Regions from separate parts of the Mus musculus genome. Here regions 1, 2, 4 and 5 are each linked to region 3. The links are chromatin contacts, called in public HiChIP or PLAC-seq and promoter capture Hi-C maps. All regions are on one chromosome and are shown on one strand. The core of a region is the stretch at or near the end of the contact, and the rest is flanking DNA. Distances in the headings are between cores, read along the strand shown. Region 1 holds the start of Diablo (diablo, IAP-binding mitochondrial protein). Region 2 holds the start of Hvcn1 (hydrogen voltage-gated channel 1). Region 3 holds the start of Rnf34 (ring finger protein 34). Region 4 holds the start of Vps33a (VPS33A CORVET/HOPS core subunit). Region 5 holds the start of Pptc7 (PTC7 protein phosphatase homolog).

What was found. HiChIP or PLAC-seq counts read pairs in DNA pulled down with a chosen protein or histone mark. Capture Hi-C pulls out chosen DNA fragments and counts their contacts.
Region 1: a contact with region 3 is called in a promoter capture Hi-C map of liver, with 2.3 times the contacts expected there. The contact joins the promoter of Diablo here to the promoter of Rnf34 in region 3. A contact is called at or near these places in 3 of 39 promoter capture datasets (hippocampal neurons, liver and pre-B cells), 3 of 115 datasets of contacts at active chromatin or transcription factors (astrocytes, memory CD8 T cells and microglia) and 1 of 9 other capture datasets (liver).
Region 2: a contact with region 3 is called in an H3K4me3 HiChIP or PLAC-seq map of the 230-238 cell line, with 10 read pairs. The contact joins the promoter of Hvcn1 here to the promoter of Rnf34 in region 3. A contact is called at or near these places in 2 of 39 promoter capture datasets (liver and pre-B cells) and 1 of 115 datasets of contacts at active chromatin or transcription factors (the 230-238 cell line).
Region 4: a contact with region 3 is called in a promoter capture Hi-C map of adipose tissue, with 2.3 times the contacts expected there. The contact joins the promoter of Vps33a here to the promoter of Rnf34 in region 3. A contact is called at or near these places in 1 of 39 promoter capture datasets (hippocampal neurons), 3 of 115 datasets of contacts at active chromatin or transcription factors (astrocytes, bone marrow-derived macrophages and craniofacial prominence) and 2 of 9 other capture datasets (adipose tissue and liver).
Region 5: a contact with region 3 is called in a promoter capture Hi-C map of adipose tissue, with 4 times the contacts expected there. The contact joins the promoter of Pptc7 here to the promoter of Rnf34 in region 3. A contact is called at or near these places in 1 of 39 promoter capture datasets (liver) and 1 of 9 other capture datasets (adipose tissue).

Annotation. Positions count from the first base shown.
Region 1 is chr5:123,522,585-123,526,207 of GRCm38.p6, forward strand. Diablo (diablo, IAP-binding mitochondrial protein) reads right to left here and starts at 1,580. Exons shown (of 6, transcript NM_023232.3): 1 at 1,487-1,580; 2 at 671-797. The coding sequence starts at 1,536. Mir7647 (microRNA 7647) reads right to left here and starts at 111; the gene lies at 53-111.
Region 2 is chr5:122,208,352-122,211,753 of GRCm38.p6, forward strand. It overlaps Hvcn1 (hydrogen voltage-gated channel 1), which reads left to right and starts at 1,378. Exons shown (of 8, transcript NM_001042489.2): 1 at 1,378-1,570; 2 at 1,991-2,041.
Region 3 is chr5:122,848,359-122,851,923 of GRCm38.p6, forward strand. Rnf34 (ring finger protein 34) reads left to right here and starts at 1,830. Exons shown (of 6, transcript NM_030564.1): 1 at 1,830-1,940. The coding sequence starts at 1,935. It overlaps Gm33044 (predicted gene, 33044), which reads right to left and starts at 1,578. Exons shown (of 2, transcript NR_169045.1): 1 at 1,475-1,578; 2 at 1,092-1,387.
Region 4 is chr5:123,571,716-123,575,134 of GRCm38.p6, forward strand. It overlaps Vps33a (VPS33A CORVET/HOPS core subunit), which reads right to left and starts at 1,300. Exons shown (of 13, transcript NM_029929.3): 1 at 1,165-1,300. The coding sequence starts at 1,266.
Region 5 is chr5:122,283,027-122,286,610 of GRCm38.p6, forward strand. It overlaps Pptc7 (PTC7 protein phosphatase homolog), which reads left to right and starts at 1,372. Exons shown (of 6, transcript NM_177242.4): 1 at 1,372-1,883. The coding sequence starts at 1,643.

The DNA of each region.
Region 1 (3,623 bases), core at 330-2,829, 670 kb after region 3:
ACTCATAAAGAACTGTCTGCCTCTGCCTCCCAAGTGCTGGAATTAAAAGTGTGTACTACCACCTCCTGGACTTTTGGTGCTTTTTAAAAAAAAGGCCAGGAGGTGGTAGTTCATACTTTTAATTTATATGAATGGTGTTTTATATGCATGCCTCCAAGTGTGTCTGTGTGAGAGTGTCAGATTCTCTGGAACTGGAGTTACAACAAGGTGAGAGCTGCCTGATGGCTGCTGGGAAACACATGGCTATTCCTCCCGTTTCTGCCTACCCTCCCCACTTCAGTTCTTTTACAATGCATTTTTAACCTCAGGACCCTCAAAGGTTAAGCAGCACATGTGCAAAATTTAGCCCCTTCGATTTTGGTACAAGAATAACGGTCTACTTCCCAGTTCAACTGATGCTCAGTTTCAGGGGTGGTGGAGTGGGGGCAGAATCTGTTAAGAACACTGTTTCTATAACATGAGAAAATGGGAAACGTGCTCCACTCGGAAGATGCGGGTTTAGTACAGTACATGGCATCATGGAAGGGGGTACCTATGAAAGTGTGGCAGCTTGTCCAATGCTCAGGAGTTCACTAAGACTTGGAAATAGTCTCTGGGGCAAGTCAGGGTCCGGGCGTTCTTTCCCTGGCCCCTTTACCCTATATATAATAGTCACATGACAGTCCCTTACCTGAGCAATAGGAACCGCACACAGTGTCATGCCAAATCCAGTCAACACAGTTTTGTGCCATGGTTTTATCAATTCTGAGAAACAGCGTTTCTTAGAGTTAGCCAAGACAGGAAAACGCTGTCTGTACCTGGAAACATAAGTCAAAATTTAAAAAGCCCAAAATCAATCTGTAAAAGGCTCTGTGGTCTGCAGGAGTTTTGGACCAAGCAGTAAATGAGACTAAATGAGGAAGTGCCCGCAATCTTCTAAGAAAATAAACCACAGGACGGCCAGTTAAGTCTCGGCACTCGGGAGTCAGGGGCATGCGATCTGAGTTCCACGAGCGACAGGTCAATGCGCGTGGAAGCGTCCCGCCAGGCGGAGAAGTTTCAAAGTCGCCGCAGCCGATTAGCAACTTGACGCCAACGTAAAACTCTCCGGAGTGCGCAGGATTCAGCTTTAGACCCCGGGACCTGGGTTCCAGGTGTCGCCAATGGTCGCCTCCAGCAAATCCCGGGAGCGAGCCGCTGTCGCCGGTGGCCGAGTTTACGGGGACCCGTGCTCTCTCTAACAATGCGCTGCCAGCCAACGCCGTGGCCCGGCTGTCCCTCAGTGTCCCTGGGGACCCCCCAAAGCCAGCCCCCGGGATGCGTGGGAGGAGAACCACTTTCAGGCGCCCGTCCCTGATGGAGGACGAGGGACGAAGGCGGGGGCCCGCCTCTAACTTCAGAAGAAGGCGGGACGCGGCAGCACCACGGCCCGGGGCCGACGCACTGGCCGGCACGGCGCTCCCGGTTCCTCTCCGCCGCCGCCCGCCCTCTGCTACCGCGGCCGTACCTGAACAGAGAGCAGACGCTCCGAGTCACCCAACTTCTCAGAGCCGCCATCCCGCGGCGGACCGACGCCGGACGCACGCGCCGGAAGTGACGCAGCATAGCAAGCAGAAGCGCAAGCGAGGCGGGGCCCAAGGAGCCCGGAGCTTCATGGTCACGCCCCCAGAGGAGGACGCGGTTGCGATTGGACAAACGGAGTGGGCGGGGCCGGGACACCAGGAAACCGCTCTAACGGTCGCACCTGGCTTCCAACCGCTCCGACTTCGTCGCCGGTCCCCGCAGGCTCCAGTGCACGGGTGCTGAAGCCGGGTCGCGCGCCGTGACGCGGGCAGCGGGCTGGGGGGCGAGGCGAGGCGGGGCCGCTCCTGGAAAGGGAGACTGTGTGGCCAGGGAGGGGAAGCTCGGAGCCACGGCGAGGCGCGGTGGGGCGGGGCGGAGCAGGGCGGGGCCGGGGCGCTGTCACTTCAGCACCAAGAAGTAGGTGGTCCAGCCGGCCAGCAGGAGCGCCCCGATGAGCACAGTGTAGCTGAGGAGCACGAAGGCGAGCAGCTCCCGCAGCAACTGCAGCACGTGGATGGTGGACGAGGTCTGCATCGCCCTGCAGAGACCGGGAGCCTGAGCACGCACAGGCTGCACGCAATGAACAGTACTCTTCCAAGGCCAAGGAAGCCCAAAGTGCTATTCTCCCCTACACTGAAAGTCTAAAGCAGTAGTTGCCCCCCACTCTCACTGGCACTTGAACTCAGACAAGGGAAGGAGCCTGGTCTTTTCCAGTCCTGACTCTGTATTAGGCTCCAACCGCCCTCTCTTCCCACCATCTCTTGCATTTTTAATGGAGCTGGTGCCGCTAATGGGCTAGTGGAAGACAGTTTTATTTTCCCTTCACTCAAGCCGCAGCCCTGTCTATGGCCCTGTCTCATAGTGGAGGGGAAGCAGCAGGACATTGCTCATTCCCTCCGTCATTCCCCTGGCCTTGTCGATGATAGATTTTAAGGATTTTTTCTTGTGTGTGCCCCCAGTATGCTTGCCTAATAGCCAGTCAGGATTAAAATTGAAGGGTGTCAAGTGATGGGTACTAACTCGATTTCACTCATATCTTTCTTGATATGCTTTATGCATCTGCCCTTAGCTAATTTCACCTCAGATGCTAAGAGTCACAAGCTAGCTCAAATTCATTGCTGCCTTGCCTAGCAGTTACCATCAATGGCAGCCTCTAGTTTCCCACTCTTCCCAATTTACTTACTTGGCAAAGTTTCCACGACTCTTCCACCTCCACAGCTTCCACAGCCGCTCTCAGGTATGGTGAAAGTAGACTTGTACGCACTCCAGAGATCTGGGCAGAGCTGAGAGGTCTTCAGGCAGCTGGAGCACTCAACAACTAGGTGTGGTCTAGCGACCAATTACAATCTCTGTGTGGTTTCTGAGCTCCCAGGGAGCTGCGCACAGGCAATGCCAGACCAGGCGGGGCATTAACAGCCCTGCCCGCCCTCTGCCTGCATTACCTCCACAGCCTACAGGATGAGGCATCAGCAGTTTCCAGGACTTCTGACTCAAATGGGCTGAACAAGTGGTACACTAGGGGGTATTTCAAGCCCCTTCTTGTCTTGCTTGTCTAAATACTACAGACAGGCTGTACTTCCAATACTGCTAATACTGAGAGCAGCCCAGTTAAGTCTGGGATCTGGCAGAACCACTACACATTCACCAAGACTATCTTAGTAATGGAAAAGCTGCTGTTTTAAGAACGACAAGTGTGAACATGAATATGTGTGTGTGTGAGAACCATAGATGATAGCCCCAGAGCACGTGATCCTAATTTACAAAGTTTAGCAGTTTGCAAACTCAGTGCCCAGGCACTTTCCCAGTATAGCCACTTCTAAATTCAACGACAAAGGTGAGGCCCAGAAGGAGCCAGCTGGGAAAGCACAGAACATGTTCCCGTTCTGATGGAACAAAGGAAAAGTGACCAGGAATAGACAGCGCATCCTTCTGCTTGTACTCGATTATAAAGACTATTATTGACCTCTGAGAAGCAGGCAGTGTGGATGGCAACCCTTTTATAACATCATCATCCAGAAGCAAATGGCTGCTTAATGTAATCAGGATCTCTTATTATCAAATTATTGCCTGGGCGAAGTCTG
Region 2 (3,402 bases), core at 128-2,627, 640 kb before region 3:
ACCCTCTTCCCAAGTGATTCTAGGCTGTGTCAAGTTGAAAGCTAAAAGGGACAGGTACACACAACAGGGAGTCAGCCAGAGAGTCCAGAGCTTGGGTCTTGGTAGCTGAAGCCATATCTTGTCTTATACTGTTTGTAACTCATGGCAGGATGTATTGCTGATGTCAGCCCACAGCTTTGAGGTGGTTCATTAGATGGAGGGACTCCTGTTCCTTCTCCCTGGCCTTCCTCACCCTACAGACATGAGGAGGAACTGTCTCACCCTGTCTAGCTGACCCCGAAGTAGGAGAGTTTTGATTTTTTTCCGTGTGCCTGTGCACTGCATGCATGCAACTGTCTGTGGAGGCCAGAAGAGGCCATCAGATGCCTGGTTGTCAGCCACCATGTGGGTGCTGGGAACCAAACTTGGCTCTTCGGGCAGAGCAACAAGTGCTCAAATCGTTGAGGCATCTCTCCAGCCCTGAGAGATAAGTTTTGGATGAAACACAAGAAGGCTGAAGTTCAGGATGGAGCAGGCCATACCTTAGGAACTTTCAGGAGGCTGTTATATCACAACATTTCTGAGGAGTCCTGCCACCATCCAACCTAGCTTGCCACCAGCATGGAGGACAGGGGAGCTGGTAGAAGCCAGTGGATCAGAGACCAATGGGAGGCAGATAATGTTCCTGTGCAGTGCCACACAGTATTGCAGCACCCGTGGAGATGCAGCCTTAAGCTCGAAGGGGGCTGTGCACTAAGCATCTGGAAGGGAGGCTAGCCCACACCTGCAGGTGGTTACAAGGAAACAAGTGTTGCGGATAACCGGCTGAATTAGGCCAGAATTGAAGCTGAAGTCACTGAACTCTAAGGAAACTGGCTTTTAGAGTTTCACACACAGCAGCCATGAAGGGCTGGGGTTCTGAAGAAGCTAAAGTTTGGGTTCCATTACACGGACCCGGGGCTTTTGGGCTGCAGTGGGTCTGAATAGGTGTGCTAGGAAGCCCACTCCTTCCCCTCCACACACACACACACACACACACACACACACACACACACACTGTCTCTTAGTGACTCTCCTGAATTTTCCTTCCCAGCCCAGAGAGAGTGGGTTCAGTCATTCCCCCACCAGCTTATGATACATTTCTTTTGCCCTTACTTTCTTGGGACTGTCTCCATTAGCAGGTAAAAAGTTTCTCTTTAACCTGCTCTTGCATCAGTTGGCCCCCTGAATTCAGCTAGGGAGTTCATCTCCTCCAGTAAACACAGGAGCTTTGGAAGAGAGAGGGAGGAGGAGGTCCTTGGATGAGGCGTTTGAGTGGGGGTGGGGTGGGATTAGCCGGAAGAGAGTTCCAGCCCTGTGCATACTCCCGGGGTCTTTGTCATTTGATAGCCGCTTCAAGTTAGTGCCTCTCAGCACACTAGTGCCTCCGTAGGCCTTTGAGTTTGCAGCAGCAATAAGTTCGAGCAGCTCTGGAAACTCCCGCCACACCACACCCCCAAAGGCAAGGGCCCTCCCCCTGGGCTCTTCAGAGCTGGGGTGTGCCTGAGTCTCTACCCTGGGATGAGAACAGAGCTAAGCAGACTGCTGCCAGGTAACGAGGATGAGGCTTGGGGTGGGGAGGTCAGGGCGCCCCCCTCTTCCTTCCAACCTTAGTTGTATCTCGAGCTGAGGGCAGCTGCGATCTTCTCCCTGCTCTGCACACCCGCCAGCCGCGGGGCCCGGGAGGGAGGAAGGAAGCCCTGGCCACCCTCCATCCTCGTGATTCCCTGCTGCTCTTTTGTCCATTTTGGCTGGCGGGGAGTGGAGGACTAGGCCAGGGGGCACCGTGGGGTGACCAAGGCCCTGGCTGCTTCTTGAACTGTGACTGCCCACCCCGCTCTCCTCCCCGGGGAATTGAGCATTGACAGGCGCATCCTCTCCTGGTGGGTGTTAACCTGGATCCACAGCCATGACTCTGCCACACCCAGCATCTTGTGACTTGTGGAGAAGTAACCCTGTCCCCCTCACACAGGTGGAGAGAGCCAGCCAGCCACTGCAAAGGAGTGCTGCAAACTACCAGCAGGTGAGTGTGAAGCCCTAAGCCCTGTTTTCCATCCCAGAGCCCTACAGCCACCCCAGGGAGACAGCAGGAGGGAAGGAGATACAGCTAGCACCACAAGAGCAGACCCCCAAGGAGTCAGCACACTGGTGCACCCTAGCAAGAAGAAACCCAATTTAGTGGAGCCTTCTTGAAATGATTCGAAGCCCTATCTGTTGGGTTCAGGAGTGCCAAGGAACAAGAATGGTGGGTGGGTGGGTTGGGGCCTGGTTATACTGTAAGACCGAGAAGCAACAGCAACAGCGTGCATTTCTGCTCTTCTGAAGCCCCCACCACTTACCCAGCACCTACTGCCTGCGAGTACCTGATTCTACATGCCTTAGAGGTGGGACACTGCCTCTGTGTCTCTGTATCCTTCTCTGCCCTATGGCATTCAGAATGGCACCTACCTCCCAGGAATGCTGAGGTGATGGGGAGAAGCCTAGCAATCCCCACTCCCACCCCCAAACCTAGCACGGGATCCTTGGGAGCTGCGTTCCTCTCTGCTCAACCTTGCCCCTCTGAAGGCATTTCTGCCTACTGGGCATTTCATCTCAGGTTGGCGGGGACGCTCTGAGCTTTGCAGTGTTTCCTGACTGCCCACCAGCAGCTTGAGGTTTCTTGAGAAAGGCCGTGGTTGAGGATGGCAACTTCTGCCTCCAAGACTCCCCTGGCAGCAAGGCTGGTCAAGGCAGGGTTTTGAAAATCTCTAGGCTAGGTCTTACCCAATTCCAGAGCTGCTGGGCAGCCCACAACCTTCCCGTGGCCATGTTTTGCAAGAAGGAAGAAGCCCGGACTTCTTGTCCAGGCTTTCCCGCCTGTAGCGCATGCCTCCATCCTTCTTTCCCAACTCCCACTCCATCTAGGCCAGTCACAAGTTCTGGCCTACACAGATCTCCAGTCTGGATGCTGTGTCACCATGACTACACCCAAGTCCAGACCTCCATCCTCTTTGGCCCTCCCCATCATGTCCCTGCTATAACTTTTCATTTTTTAAAGATGTATTTATTTTATGTATATGAGTGCTCTGTGTATACCTGCATGGCAGAACAGGGCATCAGATCCCATTACAGATGGTTGTGAGCCACCGTAGGGTTGCTGGGAATTGAACTCAGGACCTCTGGAAGAGCAGTCAGTGCTCTTAGACCTCTGAGCCATCTCTCCAGCCCCCCTGCTATGACTTGACCCTGAGCACTACAGCATTTCACACAAGCTGAGAGCCCTGCTAGACCTCCCCAAACTATTATTATTATTTCTTCTCCTCCTCCTCCTTCTTCTTCTCTTCTTCCTCTTCCTTCTCTCCTTCTTCCTCCTCTTTCCTCCTCGTCCTTCTCTTTCTGTTTTTG
Region 3 (3,565 bases), core at 580-3,079:
AGGCATGTGGTTGATGGGAAACATATCTTTAGCCCCACCAGCAAATGGCTTTTAATTTCTTTGCCTAGATGATGAGCAGAAAAATTACTGTCTAATAGTTTTTCTTCTTGTCCTCTGTGTAAGCCCTGGTTGTCCTGGAGCTTTCTCAGTAGGCAGGCTGTTCTTGAACTCACAGAGACCCACTGCCTCTTGCCTCCTGAGTGCCAGACAAGATATTACATTATCTCAATAGAGCCTGAAGAAAAATAGGCTTGACATAGTCCAAGGACATAGCATGCTATGGTTTGTTTTGTTTTGAGCCAGGGTCTGACGATGTAAAGTGGCTGGTCTGGAATTCAGAGACATTCACCTGCCTCTGCCATCCTGGGTTTAAAGGCCTGTGCCACTGCACCCAGCTGTATTCGTGTTCTGTCAAAAAGTTCATCTAAGCAGATGTTGAAAAAGAATAGAACAGGGGCTGGCTCAGCGGTTAAGAGCACTTGCTGTTCTTACAGAGGACTTGGGTTTGGTTTCTAACACTCACATAGTGGTTCACAACTGTAATTCAGTTGCAGGGCATCCAACATCCTCATCTGACTTCCCTGATCACTGTACACATGTGGTGCACAGATACACATGCAGGCAAAACCAGATACAAAGAATTTTAAAGTATTATTATTATTATAAGAATAGGAGTTGTCTGGGTCTTCGCTAAGGAAGAAGTAACATCTTGAGCTCTAAAATTTCAATTATTATTATTATTTTATTATTTTTTAAGACAGGGTTTCTCTGTATAGCCCTGGCTGTCCTGGAGCTCACTTTGTAGACCAGGCTGGCCTCGAACTCAGAAATCCGCCTACCTCTGCCTCCCAAGTGCTGGGACTAAAGGTGTGTGCCACCACGCCCGACCTCAAATATTATTTTGAAGTGAGAGAAAGAAATGTAGGAAAACCAACTAATTAAAGCCTTAATCCAGCAAGGCTGAAGAAATTTATACCATCTTTTGCCACTTGTTTTTCTGCCCCGACGTCAGTTTGAAGGGATCATGTGAATTCTTTGAAAGGGTTAGTTAGTACTTGGGTAAATTTGAACATTACATCAATTGGACGCAGTTGTGGTGGAACACATCTTTAATCTCAAGCACTCGGAAGGCAGAGAGGCAGGCATGATTTCTCTGAGTTCCAAGCCAGCCTGGTGTAAACTGGGAGTTCTCTGGCCAGCACAGCCAGGAAAAAATCTTGTCTAAAAAGAAAACCGCACACACACACATACGAACCGAACGACAAAGAATTGGAATTGGACAGCCTTTGGTTCTTCAGCCGTTCTCAGTACATCTTCTAAATGGCTCGCCCTAGATCGTGCTGCCCCTCTTCCTTGAGGAGATCCGAGGTTCTCCTGGTGATGAGATCTAGAACATTCGGAGAATGGGTTAAGCCCGAGAGAGGCCCTGCTCCGCAGGTTAGAATAAAAGCTTCAAACCAACAGTGTTTCCTACTTCACCACAGCTCTTTTTCTGCCTCGGGCCGAGGGAAGCTATCCACCCAAAATAGGAAGCCAATTCAGCCTGAGCGGCTTTCTCTCCGACAGACCGGGCGTCACGTCGCGTCACGCCCCGCCCCGCCCCTCTTCGCCCCGCCCCGTTTCCCTCCGCCCCTCCCCTCTCCCCTTCGCTCGCAAGACTGCGCCCGAAACCCCGCCCCTTCTTCACCATTTCATTGGCTTTGGTGATCGGGCCCCCCGAAGACCCGCTTCGGATTGGTGGGCTCCGCCCGCCGCTCGGCGTCTTCCCGGGGCGTGAGCCGAGCGTGGCCATGCCCCCTTACGTAGGGACGCTCAGTGGGTCTCGGGAGGCGCCGCATTCGCCGCCTTAGAAGGAAGGAAGATCCGTTGTGTGAGGAGGCTGCTATGGTGCTGAGTTCCCCGGTAGAGCCGACCGAGCCGAGGCGGTCGCGGCCATGAAGGTGAGGGGCTGGTGGAGCCGGGAGGCTCTCCTTGCCTCTCCCGTACGCCCAGAGCGCTTCCTGTTTTCCGTCTCAGCGGTTACCCAGAGGGGCTTCGTGAGAGACCACCACGTAGCGGGGCGCCCGGCCCGAAGTGTGTGTGGGGCCCCGACCGGTTCCAGCCGGAGAGGCCAGGCAGCAGACCCTCCCGAGCTCCCACAGCGCCCTCCGGCGTCCTGGCCGAGGAGGCGGCTAGTGGCCCTGCGGTCTCAGCCCGCTGGGCCCTGTTCCCAGGGCCCTGTGCTCTTCTCGGGGTCCCGAGCTTTTTTTTAAGCCGCAAGAGCCTCGGTGTCTCTGGCCATGGCTGTGCCCTCTGCCTCCCCCGAGTCCTTGAGCTAACCCAGACTTCGGGGGGTGCATCACGAGACAGAAGGCATAGAGAGCGCTGCGTGGTATGATGAGGCTAGGACCTGAGTGGCCCATGGGGGGTTGGGGGTGTCCTCCTTCAAGGAGTCCTTCCCGTGGGTTTAAATGTTGTGGCCGTGACCTAGAGCGCTAGACGTGTCTACATCGCCACTAGGTACGCAGCAAGTAATTTGGCAGCCTTGCTCCCAGGTGGGAGTGAGAGCGTGGGAGAATCACTGATAGAAGTTTCAGAAAAGGGCAGGTTTTGTGTGTGTGTATGTGGTGTGTGTGTGTGTGTGTGTGTGATTTTGGCCTACTTAGGGGAGATGAATTTTCTCAACCCCATCGCAGAGAGTTCTAAAGAGGCTGTGTACAGCAGTCAATTCAGGCATTGATTCATTTGCCCAAAATCAAGTCAAATGGCGTGAGTCAGAAGGTGGTGATGTCTTCCCTCACGGTGTTGTATCCATCTCGTGGAAGAAGTAAGTGTGTTGGCTTTGGGCTGCTAGATTGACGACCTTGCACAGAGTGTCAAAGATTTACTGTGGACGATTGAAGAGAGGGTCAAGTGGATAGAGAAATTCAGCAAGTGTTTTGCCCAGCACCTTCACTGCCTTAGTCAAGATGGGGTAGAGGTAATTCAAAATATAATCACCCTGTTTAAGAAAGAGTTTGCCAGTTAAAAGAAAAGAGCCCCTTAAGCATGGTGGCACAAGCCCGTGATCAGCGTTTAGGAGGTAGAGGTGGAGGATTGCTGCATGTTTGAGGCCAAGCAAGTGTTTTCGTGGAAAACCAACCAACAACAATCCCCTGAGAGATAGATCTCAAGTAGCCACATTACAAACTGCAATAATGTAAGGTGTGTGTGTGTGTGTGTAAAAAACTCTCAAGCAAGAAAAATAACCATACCTTCAGTGTTGCGTACCTGTGATCTCAGGCATTTGGGAGCTGGAGGCTGGAGTCAAGACAATTAGTTTTTCACAGGTATTCTTGGCTTTGTAGTAAGTTTGAGTCCAGCTTGCACTGCATGCGGTCCTATTTCAAAACATCAGGTCCCCTGCTGCTGGAATCCTGGCCGAAATTGGGAGTAGGTTAACTTCTTTGTTTTGAGATAGGGTTTCACTGTCAATCCCTGACTGGCCTGGAATTGAGTATGTAGGCTGTCCTCCCTCCTGAATTTGGATTACAAATGTAGGATCTGGAATCAGTGACATTTGAATTGACGTTAAGGATGAGGATAT
Region 4 (3,419 bases), core at 50-2,549, 720 kb after region 3:
CTCAGAGGCCAGATCCATCAAATTTCCAAGGATCTGGGGTTACAAGTGGTTGTCTGTAGGTGCCAGCAACTGATCTGGGCTCCTCTGGAAGAGCTACACTCCCTCTTCACCTCTAAGCCACCTTTCCAGAATATTCTTCTAAAAGTTAGAGTTAGGATTTTTAAAGGCTCTGGTCACATTATAGCCTAAGGGTCGAAAAGAACCTTCCACAAAGGGGGAAATTTCATGATACTGGCATCAAAGATCCCTGCTTCCTCCAGGAGAAACACTTTGTAAACCTGGTCCACACAATCTATTATATCTGATTTCGACATCATTTTCAGTTTAATACTGCCCCCTGTGATTTAATAATCTGCCTTTTTGACTCAATGACTTAGTTGGAGCTATGTTTACAAAACTGATTCTTTTTGGGTGGGTGGGGGTAGGGAGTGTTCTTGGTTTTTTCAAGACAGGGTTTCTCTGTGTAGCCCTGGCTGTCCTGGAACTCACTCTGTAGACCAGGCTGGCCTCGAACTCAGAGATCCGTCTGCCTCTGCTTCCCAAGTGCTGGGGCTAAAGGCGTGCGCCACCACTGCCGGGCCCAAAACTGATTCTTTGAGCATCTGTTTTGTTTTTTTCTTCAGATTAGAACTTCCCATTCCCTGTAGAGGGATGGGGTATGATTAATAAATCTCAGAATAGAGGGAAAAAATGCTTAAAAGAAAACCTCACAGCATGGCTCATGCCTGTAGTGCCAGAGGCGAGAGAAAGGAGGAGTGCCGGCAGGAACAGTCTATATAGCCAGGAATAGGCTCAAAAATAAAATGGAGAGCCGATCCCAGCACTCAGAGGCAGTGACAGGTGGATCTCAGTGAGTTCGAGGGCTACACAGCGTTACCCTGTCTCAAACACTGAGAGGAAAACAGGAAGAAAGGAAATTCTATGAAGTCCCCGATCTAGACAAAAAACGATCCATGTTGAAGTTACGAAGTGACAGCTTGTCTTTCACAAGCTGTGTGCCGAGGGCTGTGGGCGTGCGTGCTTCCAGGCTGGAAAGGACAACTGTCTCGCAGGTCGGGGAGCTCCCGGCCAGGGGCTGTCACTGAGCGGGCGACCTGATCGCCCCCACGGCCTCGCACAGTCCCGCCCGGCCAAGCTTGGTGGCGCCGGGGCCCTGTCCCTCACCTTGCTCCCAGCGCACTTGTCCAGGAACTCGCGCAGCTCCCGACGCACCGCCTCGCGCAGCACGTTCAGGTTCACTCGCCCGTACGACAGGTGCGCCGCCATCTTGCCCGGGCACCCGCATTTCCCCAGACGCCGCCTGCGTCACGTGACGGGACGTTCACGTGATCCGAGTCGCTGAGGCACATTGAACGCGAAAGGCGGAGTCCTGCTGACAGTGATGCTCCTTCAAGGTCCTAGTGCGCATGCGAGGAGGAGTCCCCTCCCCGCCCCTTTCTAAAGTATTTCCCTACCATGCCTAAGAATGGTGAGCAGTGAAAATTGACTTTGTTTGTTTGTTTTCGAGACAGGGTTTCTCTGTGTAGCCCTGGCTGTCCTGGAACTCACTCTGTAGAACAGGCTGGCCTCGAACTCAGAAATCCGCCTGCCTCTGCCTCCTAAGTGCTGGGATTAAAGACGTGAGCCACCATCCCCAGGTCTTAAGGATGGAATTTAGATGTTATTTGTCGCGTTTAAAAGCACCATCCTTGTGTCTTCACAGCTAGAATACTGGTGTAAAATGGCGATCGAGGCCAAACTACAAAATGCACCTTACTACACCCAGTAAGTGGTTCAATCGCAGAGCAAGCTTATCTCTCCAAGTTCAAGGCCAGCCTGGTAAACATAGCGAGCTCCAGGACAACCAGGGCTACACAGTGAGACCTGTCTCCACATAAACAAACAATAAATGGACTGGAGAGATGGTTCACCAGTTAAGAGCACCTGCTGCTCTCCCATAGACCAGGTTCCCAGGATCCACAGTATAGCTCGTGACCATCTGTAACTCCGGTTCCAGGGTGTTGTGTTTTATAAAACAAGAAAAGGAAGCCAGGGATATGCTTGATAGAGTGAGGTATGGTGAGGTGGAAGGTGGTGCCTCTGCGAGCTTATGCTGAGACATCCCTTCCCCATGAGGTAACAGCCATATGACGGATATAGTATGGAATAGAGTTTATTTAGGGCATGGGGAGATGGGGAGGGGAGTTGAGGAAGGAGGTGGGGAGGGGAGAGGAGGGAAAGGGGAAGGGAAAGAGAGAGGGGGAGAGGGAGAAAATAGAGGCGTAGAGGCCGGCCAGGAACACGTGGAGACAGACAGGAAAGGGGAAAGGAGAGAGAAGGGAGAGGGAAGAGAGAAGGTAAGAGAGTGGGGGGGGGGGGGCCGCAAGCAGCCTCTTTTATATTGAGTCAGGCACACATGGCTGTTGCCAGGTAACTGCGCAGCAGAGCCTGGAAGAAATGCTAACACGGGATCTAGTGCCCCTTTCTCACCTAGGAGAGCAAGGCACACAGCACTGATAGATACTTTCAGGCAAACACAGTTTAAAAAATAAGAGAGAGAGATGGCTTAGTGGGAACACGCTGTTCTTCCAGAGAACCAGAGTTGGGGTTCCAGCTCAAAACTGCCTGTAACTCCAGCATTCCAGTTCCACATCCTCTATGCCCACTTCTGATCTCCATGGACTCACGGCAAGTTAATGATACTGAAGTTGAGAATAATAATCTGTTGCAAGGTATTATTCTTATTTATATTTTATGTAAATGAATATACTATCACTCTTCAGACACACCAGAAGTGGGCATCAGATCCCATTACGGATTGTTGTGAGCCACTGTGTGGTTGATGGGAATTGAACTCAGGATCTCTGGAAGAGCAGTCAGTGTTCTTAACCACTGAGCCATCTCTCCAGCCCCCACAAGATATTATTTACAATGTTTTTTTTTTTAAGCATCTGTGTGGGGAGACAGTCATTTAGTAGATATTCAAAGGCAAACACTAACACTTTTGAGAGTTTCTAAAGAGTTGTGGATTACTAATCAGAGATGGAGTAGCACAGCCTATAATCCCCACTGGGGAGGCAGAAGAGGAGGAGAGTAAGTTGTGAACCTGTGTGGTCTACATAGTAAGGCCTTATCGCAAGGTCTGGGGATATAGCACAACGGTACAGGTACAGTGCTTGCTAGGGCTTGAAAGGCTTTTGGTTTGACCCCAATCACTAAGTAAATAAATAAATAAATGGAATCAAACATTGCTGTAACCAGAATACTGAAGCTTACGTTTCCAGTTCTCATAAGAGTCAGTAAAAAGAGACAAGAATACATTATTAAATTATTATTAATTATTAAAAACTTACTTTTAGGGGCTGGAGAGATGGCTCAGCGGTTAAGAGCACTGACTGCTCTTCCAAAAGTCCCGAGTTCAATTCCCAGTAACCATATAG
Region 5 (3,584 bases), core at 122-2,621, 570 kb before region 3:
ACAACCATCCATAATGAGATCTGACGCCCTCTTCTGGTGTGTCTGAAGACAGTTACAGTGTACTTAGATATAATAATAAATAAATCTTAAAAAAAAAAAAAAAGAACAGTAATGACGATGATGATGATAAAGAGTCTTTGCTGTTACTCAACTGAAATAATTTCTTAGGGAAATAACTTACAATTGTTAATATTTGGGGAAGGCTGTTTGATCTTTGTTCAAATAGGCCAAGAGTTTTAGAAAAAATAAAATAGAAAGTGCCCCCTCTCTTCTTTATCTCCCTCTCTCTTCTTTCTTTCTTTCTCTCTCTTTCTCTCTCTCTTTCTTTCTTTCTTTCTTTCTTTCTTTCTTTCTTTCTTTCTTTCTTTCTTTCTTTCTTTCTTTTTTGAGACAGGGTGTCTATGTAACCTTAACTGACCTGTAACTCACTATGTAGATCAGGCTGGCCTCATGTTCACAGATCTGCCTACCTCTGCCTCCTAACTGCCAGGGATTAGAGCTATAGGCCATCATGCCTGACCCCTTCTTTCTGCCAAGGGATGACCCTCTTGAAAAGAGAAGGCAGCTGTGGCTGGAGAAAGAGGCCTCATCTTGGCAGTTCTCTCAGCCCTCCACAGTTTCTGAAGGCCTCCAAATCAGAGGCAGGAAAAAGACCTGCTTGGCCAGGTTGACTGTCAAACTTAGGATCTAGGGTACTAGATCTGGGGCTTTCAAGACACAGGAATAATGGAAATGTTAGGATTGCCGTTTCTCACCCAGTATACTAGATGGTGTAGAATCCCAATCTTGGTTTCTTACAGTTATGTAAAGGAATATATATAGAGAGAGGGTGTGTGTATGTGGTGTGTATGGAAGAAACTGTTAAACAAGATATAGTGGCACATAATTTGTAATCCTTGAACTTGAGAAGCTGTAGGCAAGATCAGAAGGAATCCAAGGCCAACCTTGGTGACAGAGCGAGTCTGAGGTCAGCCTGTGCTTGATGAAACTCTATCTCAAAAAAATCAGAAGAGGGAAAAAAAAAGGTGGTGAGAGAGAAAAAAAATCAAAACAGGACACCCATTCTAATTCCCCCCCAAAAAAAACCCCCAACAACCCAGTCTACCGGTCATTCTCAATAATTTACAGTCCTCTGGTAAATCTAACTCCTGGATCACAGGTAGCCAAGACCAAAGCGACTATAACTCTTAACTACGACTTCCAGGAGACACTGCGCCCACACCCTTTGCGCACGCTCGATTCCGGTGACTACATAGGGCTGCGAGTCCGAGGGGGCGGGGCTTGGACCTGAGCCGCGGAGAGGGGGCGGGGCCGGGGCGGGGTCGGAGAGGGGGCGGCGCTGCCGGCGCGGCCCGGAACACGCTAGTGGAGCGGAAGATGGCGGCGGCGGCGGCGGCTGCAGCCGGGACCCCAGTGTGGTTGAGGCGGAGGAGCCGCCGGCTCTGACCTCGCTCTGGCTCCAGTGCGTGCGGTAGAGCGTGTGCGAGGCCCCGTGCGGCGGGCAGGGGCGGCAGTGGCCAGTGCGCGCCGCCCTGAGGAACGCCCCGGCGGCGCGGCTGCGGCGGAGGAGAGAGCCGGCTCCGGGCCTCGGCGTCCTCCGGCGCCCCGGGCCCCGCGCCTCCTCGGGGGGGCGGCGGCGGCGATGTTCTCGGTCTTGTCGTATGGACGCCTGGTGGCCCGTGCCGTGCTCGGCGGCCTGTCGCAGACCGACCCCAGGGCGGGCGGCGGCGGCGGCGGCGGTGGTGGCAGCAGCGGCGACTACGGGTTGGTGACGGCGGGCTGCGGCTTCGGCAAGGACTTCCGTAAGGGCCTGCTCAAGAAGGGCGCGTGCTACGGGGACGACGCGTGTTTCGTGGCCCGCCACCGCTCGGCCGACGTCCTGGGTGAGTCCCCCGGCCCCAAGTCGGCCTCCTGGGGACTCCGGAGTGCGAGTCTTCCCTGCTTCCTCCGCTGAGCGCAGCGCAGCGCCTTGCCGAGCGCCCCGAGATGCGTTTTCTGCCTCACGATCCCTCCCTCCCCATCCCCACACTTTAGAAATGGGGAAACTGAGGGACAGAGCGGTGGAGCCACGTGCCCAAGGTCACCGCCTTGGGAATGTGTCCAGTCCGTCCCGGTGCAGAACCGCGCACTCTTCTTAGTCACAGCCCCCACGCGACCTCGTCCTCCTCGTTCGGCGACACCTGCAGGCTGCTAACCTCGCTTTGCCTCACTCCCTCCTCCCTCTTGGCGCCCCGGGAATCCCTGCTTCTTGGCGAGCTCCTGACGCCACGGCCCGGTCCCAGCTGCGGGATCCGGGAGCAGACCCGAAGACAGACGGCGGGGAGCCCACAGCCCCCCGTCGTGGGTTCTTCCCGCTGCCTGGACCGTCCTCGGATTGCCATCCTTTTCGGGAAGGGCCGTGGGGTTGTGGGTGGACTGCTGGCCTGGTTAGAAATTCTAGCAGTGCTTTCTCCCTAACCCAGCTTGTCTACTTGAGGTCACTTGGGGGTGGCAGAAAGGTCTCCTTGACCCAAAATAGAATGGCTGGACCTGCTTGTAGGCTGCAGCCAAAAAGGCTGTGAGACTCGGTCACAGCTTTTTAGGCCACAGGTGCTTCCTAAGATCTATCCCAGTTACTAGAGGAGAGAGAGAGAGAGAGAGGAGAGAGAGAGAAAGAGAGAGAGAGAGAGAGAGAGAGAGAGAGAGCTGTCCAAAGGCCTAAACAAATGCACAAGCTGTCAGAAACTTTACCTAGGGTATGCCCTTGGAGAGTTCCCTGTATGCCACTAAAGGTCTTTCAGTTCGGGAAGCTCTTCTTTTGATATTGAAGGACAGACTGTCATTGGCGCCTAGGTTCAAATGTCACGTTGGTTTCACTTCTCCAGTGACATTGAGTTTATGGTTACTTAAAAGCTTCATAGGCTTAGACAAAATATGGCATCGGAGCAAATAATAGTTTTTGTGACAGTAATTGTTTGCCGTTTTTTTTTTCTCCTTCTTTCTTTTTCGTGTGAACAGTGTCTTTGTAGCTCGTTTGCTGTTTAGTGCAGGCTGACCTTCAGCTCTTGCTGAAGATACAGGTGTGTGCCCAGCTCCCAGCTCTTGACATTTTCAAATCAGATAACCTTGTGAGTTTTGGTTTTGTCACATGGAGTGTTTGTAAGCATGATACCGGGGTTGGTTCTCATTTTAATTGATGAATAACCTCTTCATCTGTGTTGAGAAAAATCTTGTAGTATTTAGACCGCACTATTGGTACCAACCTTTCAGAGAGCCTCCCTAGGTTTGGAAGTATACAGATTCGCCGTGAAGTCTATTGAGAGGCTGCCGTTTGCGGCTTCTGCAAGTCACCTAGGCAGCCAGCAGCCCTTCGCTTGGGGAACTTAGGGTCTGTGCTGCCTTTGAAGTCACAGTGAGCCGTGGGTAGTATAGGCTGCTAACTTGCCACCCATGCATGAGGCCCTTGTTCAAGACCCAACACCACCAAAAAGATGTCAGGAGCTGCAGTCATACGGACAGGTTAAGCGATGATGAGCCAGGAAAGGTCGTTTTATAAAGCTGACTACAAGCTAGTTTTTTGGGCTTGATTTTATTTTTGTGAGAAA